2 separate regions of the Oryctolagus cuniculus genome follow, and region 1 is linked to region 2. Evidence: chromatin contacts called from public Micro-C data. All regions are on one chromosome and are shown on one strand. The core of a region is the stretch at or near the end of the contact, and the rest is flanking DNA. Distances in the headings are between cores, read along the strand shown.

Evidence for each region. A called contact is a pair of places that touch in the nucleus more often than the background predicts.
Region 1: a contact with region 2 is called in a Micro-C map of ear pinna, with 5 times the contacts expected there. The contact joins the promoter of TINF2 here to the promoter of SDR39U1 in region 2. A contact is called at or near these places in 2 of 6 Hi-C or Micro-C datasets (ear pinna and an unstated tissue).

What each region holds. Positions count from the first base shown.
Region 1 is chr12:50,963,870-50,968,451 of mOryCun1.1, forward strand. TINF2 (TERF1 interacting nuclear factor 2) reads left to right here and starts at 1,944. Exons shown (of 9, transcript XM_008269435.4): 1 at 1,944-2,469; 2 at 2,610-2,714; 3 at 2,829-2,930; 4 at 3,003-3,110; 5 at 3,205-3,301; 6 at 3,647-4,109; 7 at 4,201-4,268; 8 at 4,366-4,457. The coding sequence starts at 2,278.
Region 2 is chr12:50,760,094-50,764,233 of mOryCun1.1, forward strand. SDR39U1 (short chain dehydrogenase/reductase family 39U member 1) reads left to right here and starts at 1,808. Exons shown (of 6, transcript XM_070053814.1): 1 at 1,808-1,884; 2 at 2,211-2,317; 3 at 2,400-2,482; 4 at 2,861-2,982; 5 at 3,705-3,848; 6 at 4,117-4,140. The coding sequence starts at 1,818. KHNYN (KH and NYN domain containing) reads right to left here. Exons shown (of 8, transcript XM_070053813.1): 8 at 3,307-4,140.

The DNA of each region.
Region 1 (4,582 bases), core at 694-3,193, 200 kb after region 2:
GAGGCAGAGAGAGAGAGGTCTTCGATCCACTGGTTCACTCCCCAGTTGGCTGCAACGGCCAGAGCTGCACCGATCCGAAGCCAGGAGCTTCTTCCGGGTCTCCCACGCAGGTGCAGGGCCCAAGGCCTTGGGCCATCTTCTATTCCTTTCCCAGGCCGTAGCAGAGAGCTGGATTGGAAATGGAGCAGCTGGGACTACAACTGGTGCCCATATGGGATGCTGGCACTGCAGGTGGCGGTTCGACCCACTATACCAGAACGCCGGCCCCGAGAGTCAAACTTTTCTAAAACTTTGTAATTTGCCTCGCATTCATTCATTTGGCTCTTCTCCCTTTATTTATTAGAGCTCAAAAAGGCAAAATTGGGAGCAATATTTTCCTCCAAAGAGCTGGGAAGAAATAAACACATTGAGCTCCTACTATGAGTTAAGCGCAAACCAGGGGCTCTGAGTCTCTGCTTCTGCATTTCCATTCCAGCTCCCCGCTAATGTGCCTGGGAAGGCAGAAGATGGCCCATGTGCTTGGGCGCCTGCTGCTCACCCAAATGCAGTTCCTGGCTTTGACCTAGCCCTGGCTATTGTGGCCATTTGGGGGGTGAATCAGCAGATGGAAGACCTCTCTCTGTGTCTCTCTGTTTCTCCCTCTCTCTGGCACTCTGTCTTTCAAATAAATAATTTTTTTAAAGGAAGACTGTCAGGGAAGAAATAAATGAAGGAAAAATGGAAGATAACTAGAGTTTTACACATGTGTAACTTGGGGTACTTTGGGACTAGGTGTCCCAATTTGCAGTTGAAGGTGAATCAGCTCAAGACTGCCTTGGGGTGGAGACCATTGTCTGGCAATGGAAGAGATGGCCCGAGGAAATGGCAGTGTCACTACATCCCTACAAGGTAGCCAAGGCAGGCAACTGACCCGGTCAACGGCTAAAGAGTGCGCCCCATGTGCCAAGTTCTGGGCTTCGTGATGGAAATAAGAGGGACAAGGCAAGACAATCAGCAGACAAACAAAAGTCAACCACATTAGGGGGCTGGCTTCAGCTAATCGTACAACAGAAATATGGAAAAGACCCGCGCCACGGCTCACTAGGCTAATCCTCCACCTTGCGGCGCCGGCACACCGGGTTCTAGTCCTGGTTGGGGCGCCGGATTCTGTCCCGGTTGCCCCTCTTCCAGGCCAGCTCTCTGCTGTGGCCCGGGAGTGCAGTGGAGGATGGCCCAAGTGCTTGGGCCCTGCACCTGCATGGGAGACCAGGATAAGTACCTGGGTCCTGCCTTCGGATCAGTGCGGTGCGCCGGCCGCAGGGGCCATTGGCGGGTGAACCAACGGTAAAGGAAGGCCTTTCTCTCTGTCTCTCTCTCTCACTGTCCACTCTGCCTGTCAAAAAAAAAAAAAAAAAAAAGAGAGAGAGAGAGAGAGACGGGGACCGGAAGTCTATCTACTTTTTGAATTTATTTTAGTTACAGGATACAAAAAAGACATCACAAAAACACACAAAAAAAAACAAAAACAGAAACACCACAAGAAATTATAATTCTACCATCCCGAGAAAGCCAAGCTAGCAAACGGATGCCTCTTTTTAAACTTTTATTTCTAAAAAGCGAGCGCCCTCCTCTGGTAAGAGGGGCTGTGGAATTCTGACTGGAAGCGAGAGCTCGCTGGAGAAGGCTTCGCAGACAGGAACCCTACGTATTTCAAAACGGGCGAAGCTGATGGAAGGACGTGACACGACCCCCACTTCACGGGCCAGGAAGCCGAGCCTCAGAGAAGCCAAAGGACTGTTTTTTGGCCCTGGCAAGCAGCGTAGAGGCCAGAAGGGCCCAGGATGAGCCGCCTCAGAAGGAAAACAGCTGCGACCGCAGGCCGCGCGTAGAGCCCGAGAGGCGCCGGATCTGCGGGGGCGTGGCCTTGTGACGCACGGTCACATTTCCCTCTGCCTGGCTGCCCATTGGTCCTCTCTTGTTGCCCTTTTCCAGGAAGGGCAACCAGTCCCAGAGCCGGAAGTGAGGTACCCTCAGGTTCGAGGCAACTGTGGCGTTTAAAGCTGAGCGGCTTGGTGCCGCGGGAGACGGCCTGCTCCTGCATTCGGGCTGTAGCCCGGGCTGGGAGTGGGTCCTCAGCACCCCGGCGGCCCAGACAAGAGCGCTGAGTCGCCCCGCCAAGCATCCGGACACGGCGAAGCACGGAGGGCCGCCGGAAACCCCGCCCTTAGGAGGGACCGGGCGGCCTGGCCTCGGTGGAAGGAACCCGAAGGGCCCGCCCCAGGGCGGAGACCCGCGGCCATGGACACGCCTCTGGGAGCCGGCCCCGGCACTCTGCGCTTCGCTGCGGCAGCCAGCTGGCAAGTTGTGCGCGGACGCCGCGTAGAGCATTTTCCGCGAGTACTGGAGTTTCTTCGGACCCTGCGCGCGGCCGCCCCGGGTTTGGTTCGCTACCTGCACCATGCGCGTCTGTGTATAGGCCTAAAAGCTAAGGTATTGGAGCGAATAGGACCTGGAAAGAGAATAGGAGAAAGGGTGGGGATGCAAGGTCCTGACACGACAGCTTGGGGGTGAGACCTGTTGGCAAGGGTAGCTCGCCCCCAAACGGGGAGTCTAAGTTGAGTATTGTGCAGGTGGTGGTGGAGCTGATCCTGCAGGGCCGGCCGTGGGAGCAGGTCCTGAACGCCCTGAACGACCACTTCCCAGAGTCCGGACCTGTAGTGAGGGACCCCAAAGCTGTGAGTAGCAGCCGGGACAAGCCCCAGTTCCGGGTACACTTGGTGCGACAAGAGCTGCCCCCCCTTCCAGCCCCCGGGCCCTGAGGCCTCTAACTTGGCTTCATTCCCCAACAGACAAAGCAAGATTTGAGGAAGATTTTGGAGGCGCAGGAAACTTTTTGCCAGCAGGTGAAGCAACTGTCGGAGGCCCGGGGGGATTTGGCCTCCAAGCTGCAGGTGAGACTGGCTGCTTTGGAGGCTGTTAGGCCGCTGTAAGCCGCCTCTGACCTGCTGCCTTCCCCTCTGCAGGAACTTGCACAGGAGTATGGGGAACCCTTTCTGGTGGCCATGGAAAAGCTGTTTTTTGAGTACTTGTGTCAGCTGGAAAAGGCACTGCCTCCACTGCAGGCGCAGCAGGTGTTGTCGGGGCAGATGCTCCAGGGCAGAGGGTGGGGAGGTGGTGTCACCAATGGTCATCATCATCTGCATCTCTCTCTCCCCCTGCCCACAGCTTCAGAATATACTGAATTGGCTGCAGCCTGGAATTTCTGTCACCTCCTGTCTTGCCTTGCGCCAATACAGTGAGGACATGGGGTGGACACTTTCAGGTACAAGGGCCATCTGAGGGAGCTAGGAGTTTGGGGTGTAGGGATTATCAGGGGATTAAAACATGGGCCTAAAGCAGGGGTGGGACACCGTATTTTTTCCAAGGCCATTTAAATATTTATAACATCATTCCAGGCCATACAAAATGATCAACTTAAAAATTAGTCTGCTACAGATATACTGAACCCTGAGTCCTAACTGCAGATGCCTTGGCAATGCCAGACTGAGTGACTCTGTGGACCTTATACAGCCCATGGGCCAGAAGTCCCCCACCCCTGGCCTAAAGCACAAGAAACCAGACTTATTGTTACCGTTCTCTTCGCAAGGAGTCTCATTTTCTCTTCCAGAGTGTTCTGTCGACTCACTGAACCTGACAGAGCCCGTGGAGCAGAACCCTCCTCAGCAACCAAGACCTGCAGCACTCCACACTCCTCTGCCAAAAGCCAAGCCTGGTCCATGCCTTCCTCAAGGACCAGCATCTAGGAAGCATCCAGAACCTTTAGCGGGCCATCATTTCAATCTGGCCCCTCTAGGGCGGCGAAGAATCCAGTCCCGATGGGCATCTGCCAAGGGAGGCCATAAGGAGCGCCCCACCGTCATGCTGTTTCCATTTAGGAACCTGGGCTCAGCAACCCAGGTCGGATCCAAGCCTGGAAACAGGGAAGAATGTGGGGTACTCACAGAAGATCCAGCAGGTGCCACGGGCTCAGGAACAGCTTCCAATGGGAAGTCTAAGAGTCCTTCCCACACACTGGGGAAAAGGTCTCTGAAGGAGAACCCAGACGATGTCCCTGGCTCAGAGCAAAAGGAGTGAGTGGAACAGAGATGCTTCTTCCTCTGAGGAGCACATTCTTAGCCTGCTTCCCCTTCACCCTGTCCTCTTTGCTTGTTCCCACTTCAGGAATTGCCTGGACTGCTACAGAGACCCCCTGAGACTAGCGTTATCACCACCTAGGGCCAGGAAGCCAGGTAGGGATTCTGACTCAGGACCGGACTGGGCAGTTCTTGGGAACCTTGAAGTGCGTGTTCACCAGTAGTCTGATTGGTAATGCTTTCCTTCCTGCAGTGTGTCCTCCATCTGTGTGCAGCTCCGTCATTACCATAGGGGACTTGGTTTTGGACTCCGATGAGGAAGAAAACAGCCAGAAAGACAGACAGGTGAGTAGGCAGCAGACAGCTGGGGAAGGGGGTTGGCAGAACCAGACAGACTCACATGCTCCGGAATGTAGAGGGCTTAGGGACCTCCCCACCCCGCTTCTCTACAGGAGTCTCTGGAACACTAT
Region 2 (4,140 bases), core at 558-3,057:
AGTGCAGTGTGGGAAGAAAAGAAGCTCTCAGAAATACCAGCATTTTAAAAACCTAGAGGTAAAGGTGTACGGTCAGCAGTTAAGACGCTGCTTGGGGCACCTGCACCCCACAGAAGAGTGTCTGGTTCAAGTCTTCCTGCTAATGCACACCCTGGGAAGCAGCAGGTGATGACTCAAGCACTTGGGTCCCTGCCACCCACAGGGGGAAACCTGACATTGAGTTCCTGCCTCCTGGCTTTGGCCTGGCCCAGTCCAGCCCTGGCTGCTGCAGGCATCCAGGGAGTGAACCATGGAATGGGGCATCTCTTTACATAGATCTCTAACAAAATAAAATAAATAAATAAATAAAAATTTCTTGAAAAGAACTTAGAGGCCCAACAAGCAACAGACTGAGAAAAAGCTAAGAGGAAGACCCGGAAGAGTATGAGACTTTCACTGAAACCAAGAGATGAGCATTTCCAACCCGAGTCAACAGGCAGCAAGTACCTGGTGATATGAGAAGTCAAGAAAAACGACTTAAAACTAGGCATCAGATATGATGTTTGCTCTTGGCGGGAGGGGGTATCAGAAATTGGGGGTGGGGGCCGGCGCCGCGGCTCACTAAGCTAATCCTCCGCCTAGCGGCGCCGGCACACCAGGTTCTAGTCCCGGTCGGGGCGCCGGATTCTGTCCCGGTTGCCCCTCTTCCAGGCCAGCCCTCTGCTGTGGCCAGGGAGTGCAGTGGAGGATGGCCCAGGTGCTTGGGCCCTGCACCCCATGGGAGACCAGGGAAAGCACCTGGCTCCTGGCTCCTGCCATCGGATCAGCGCGGTGCGCCGGCCGCAGCGCGCCGGCCGCGCCGGCCATTGGAGGGTGAACCAATGGCAAAGGAAGACCTTTCTCTCTGTCTCTCTCTCTCACTGTCCACTCTGCCTGTCAAAAAAAAAAAAAAAAAAAAAAAAGAAATTGGGGGTGGGGAGAATGGGGTGGAGGTGGTAAGGGGGTGAACCAGTAAGTAGAAAATAGAAACTTAATTTTTTTAATGACATTTACCTGACGTCAGCACTGTGGCACAGAAAGTTAAGCCTCTGCCTGCAGTGTTGTCGAAGTCCTGGCTGCTCCACTTCCTATCCAGCTCTCCGCTATGGCCTGGGAAAGCAGCAGAAGATGGCCCAAGTCCTTGGGCCCCTGCACCCTCGTAGATAGACCTGGAAGAAGCTTCCGGCTCCTGGCTCCCGGCTCCCGCCCCAGCCTTTGGCCATTTGAGGAGTGAACTCGTGGATGGAAATTTCCTGTCTCTCCCTCTCCCCTTCTCTCTGTACCTTTGCCTTTCAAAAATAAATAAGACATGTAGCTATGAAAGTAAAGAGAAAGAGAACATTAGCTGGAGCTCGGAGGACTGGAGGAGTTATTTCAAGGTTAGAACAACTCTGGCCTCTAAATGCCGACAGGAAGGACCGGAGCTAAAGAGCAGATAAAACAGGCTCCCTAGAAGGAAATTCACAGTATCGGAGAACTGAGTTGCTGGGGTTACTGACCCATTAAACAGAAAGGTCTTCCAGAATCCTGCAGTATAGAAAGCGGCGGGTTTTAAGGCAAGGATTGTGTTGGAGCTTTTTGGTTTGTGGTTTCATGTGTGGTTTTTGTTTTTCTTTCCCCGCCTTGCACCAGAATCTTCCCTCTTCAGCAGCTTTCCCCTATCCCCGTCCACGGTCTAATTATCCCGCCGCGTCCGCCACAGTGCCACCCTCACCTTCCAATGACAGACACAACTTATCTTTAGAAGTTCTTCCGGGTCACCGGGAAGAGCCACGCCCAATCTCGAGAGGTCCGCTTAAATGGACCGCGCTCCCCGAAATACGCATGCGCAAAGCTGTCTTGGCCGCCGTCAGAGAGACAAACCCCGTACGCTTTAAACCTTGCGCAGGCGCACTAGGTCGAGGTCGCTATGCGAGTGCTCGTGGGTGAGGGAGAGCTGAGGGGGGCGGGCAGCAAGTTTAGCCAGAGATCGGGGGCTCGGGGTCGTTGCCGACAGAGCAATGTCTCGCGCTCTGGCAATCCGACCTTTGCCCCCTGGCCCGAGGAGCCGAATCTCCCCTCGGCCCCATGACCTCTGCCAGCCGGGCCCCGCGGGGAGGGCGAGGGGAGGAAGGGAACGGTCCAGTTGGCTGGCGCCCGAGGTCGGGGCCACCAGCGGGGCGGAGAGTACACTGTTCGCATTTTCCGATCAGGTGGCGGGACGGGCTTCATCGGGACAGCCCTATTCCAGCTGCTAAGAGCCCGGGGCCACGAAGTGACGCTGGTCTCCCGACAGCGGGGTCCCGGCCGGATCACCTGGGTATGTCGGTGCCCTGGGAGCCGGGGCGGCGGGCCGAGGTCGGCGGGGCGGGGCCGGGGGCACTGTGTGCTTTCCCCGACAGGATGCGCTCGCCCAGTCGGGGCTGCCCAGCTGCGACGCCGTGGTCAACCTGGCCGGAGCGAACATCCTCAACCCTCTCCGAAGGTCAGCGCAGGCGCTGAAGCAGATGTCCTTCAGAGCAAAGGGGGAGAAGGGGCCGACTCTGAGAAGAACCCGTGAGCTGTGGATGTAGCCAGATCCCTCACCCCCACGCCCCCACGCCCCCCTGCACCTGCTCCCAACGGGCCGGTTGACTTGGGTCCCCACATGTAACCCAGCGTGCCCAGCACAGATAGGCCTACATGTAACCCAGCGTGCCCAGCACAGATAGGCCTTTTCCTCTACGGGACGCAGACCCTTGCTCTTAAGCCACAGCGCAGGCTTTCACTAGTAATGGGTCTGCGGCGGCCCGAGGAAGACGGGTTGGGCTCTGTGCATGTACTGGTATTCAGTAGCTTTTCATCTCCCTTGTTTCTCCTGCAGGTGGAACGAAGCCTTCCAGGAAGAGGTTCTCAGCAGCCGCCTGGAGACCACGAAGATACTGGCTAAAGCCATCAGCGAGGCCCCACAGCGCCCCCAGGCCTGGGTCTTAGTCACAGGTGTAGGTATGCCCCCAAACACCACCCCCTTATGTTGGCAGGAAGGGGCCTGCAGACTGAGAGGCAGCTCCGGCCCTTCGCCAGCTGTCTGCAGGCACAGAAACTTGCTCCACCTTTGATGCGTATCATGTGTACTTGCAATGCGAAATGGAGACCGTCAGAGGAAGGAGTGGTGGCACCGCTCCCAGTGCCAGGGAAAAGCCCCCCGAATCTCACATCCCTTGCTTCTCACACCAGTATTTTTAGAAACAGTTCTTGATTGTTGTGTGTCACATTTGGGACCAAACCATTGCAAACAATTGTAACTTACATACCAGCCACTATTCTTAGTGTGTTATATGTATTGCATCTTTTATTCCTCACAACATCCCTATGAGGTAGTTACTATTATTCCCATTTTTAAAATGCCAAAAAAAAAAAAAAATTCCATACAGAGAGATTAAGTATCTTGCTTAAAGTCACAGTTACTAAATGGTGGAGCTGAGACTAAACCGAGGCAGTACCGCATCCCCAAGGTTCTAACTCTTACACCCTAGCAGCTTTCAGCTTAGCTCTGCAACCAAAAGCAAGTAAGAATCCCCCCAGGACAGAAACAGGTCAGGTCATGGGGAAGCGCAGGGGGACATGGCCACGGCTCTGTCCTCCCATGGGGAGATCTAAGGGCCAAAGAGGGCGAGACCAAGGGGAGCCAGGGCACCCAGGACAAACTAGTGCTATTCCACCAACAGCTTACTACCGGCCCAGCCAGACTGCAGAGTATGACGAGGACAGCCCAGGAGGGGATTTTGACTTTTTCTCCAAGCTCGTAGCCAAGTGGGAAGCTGCAGCCAGGCTTCCTGGAAACTCTACACGCCAGGTGGTGGTGCGCTCTGGTGAGAAGCAGGGGTCTGGGTATCAGACGAGGCTGGGATTGCTCCTCTGGGGGAACGGTGGAGCCAGGGGGTTGAAGTTACAGAGAAAACGCCAGCACTTCTGGCCAGCCTGCAGATGGGGGGGGGGGGGGAGTCCCAAAGAGCTACACCCTTCAACTGTTAGAGCTGAATCCACCCGGGGAGTGAGGACAGGGAAACAGACTCAGGGGGAAGCAGTAGCGCTCCTTCGAGGCTGAGGGGCCTCCTCACCATCTCTTGCCTGCTCCAGGAGTTGTGCTGGGCCGTGGTGGTG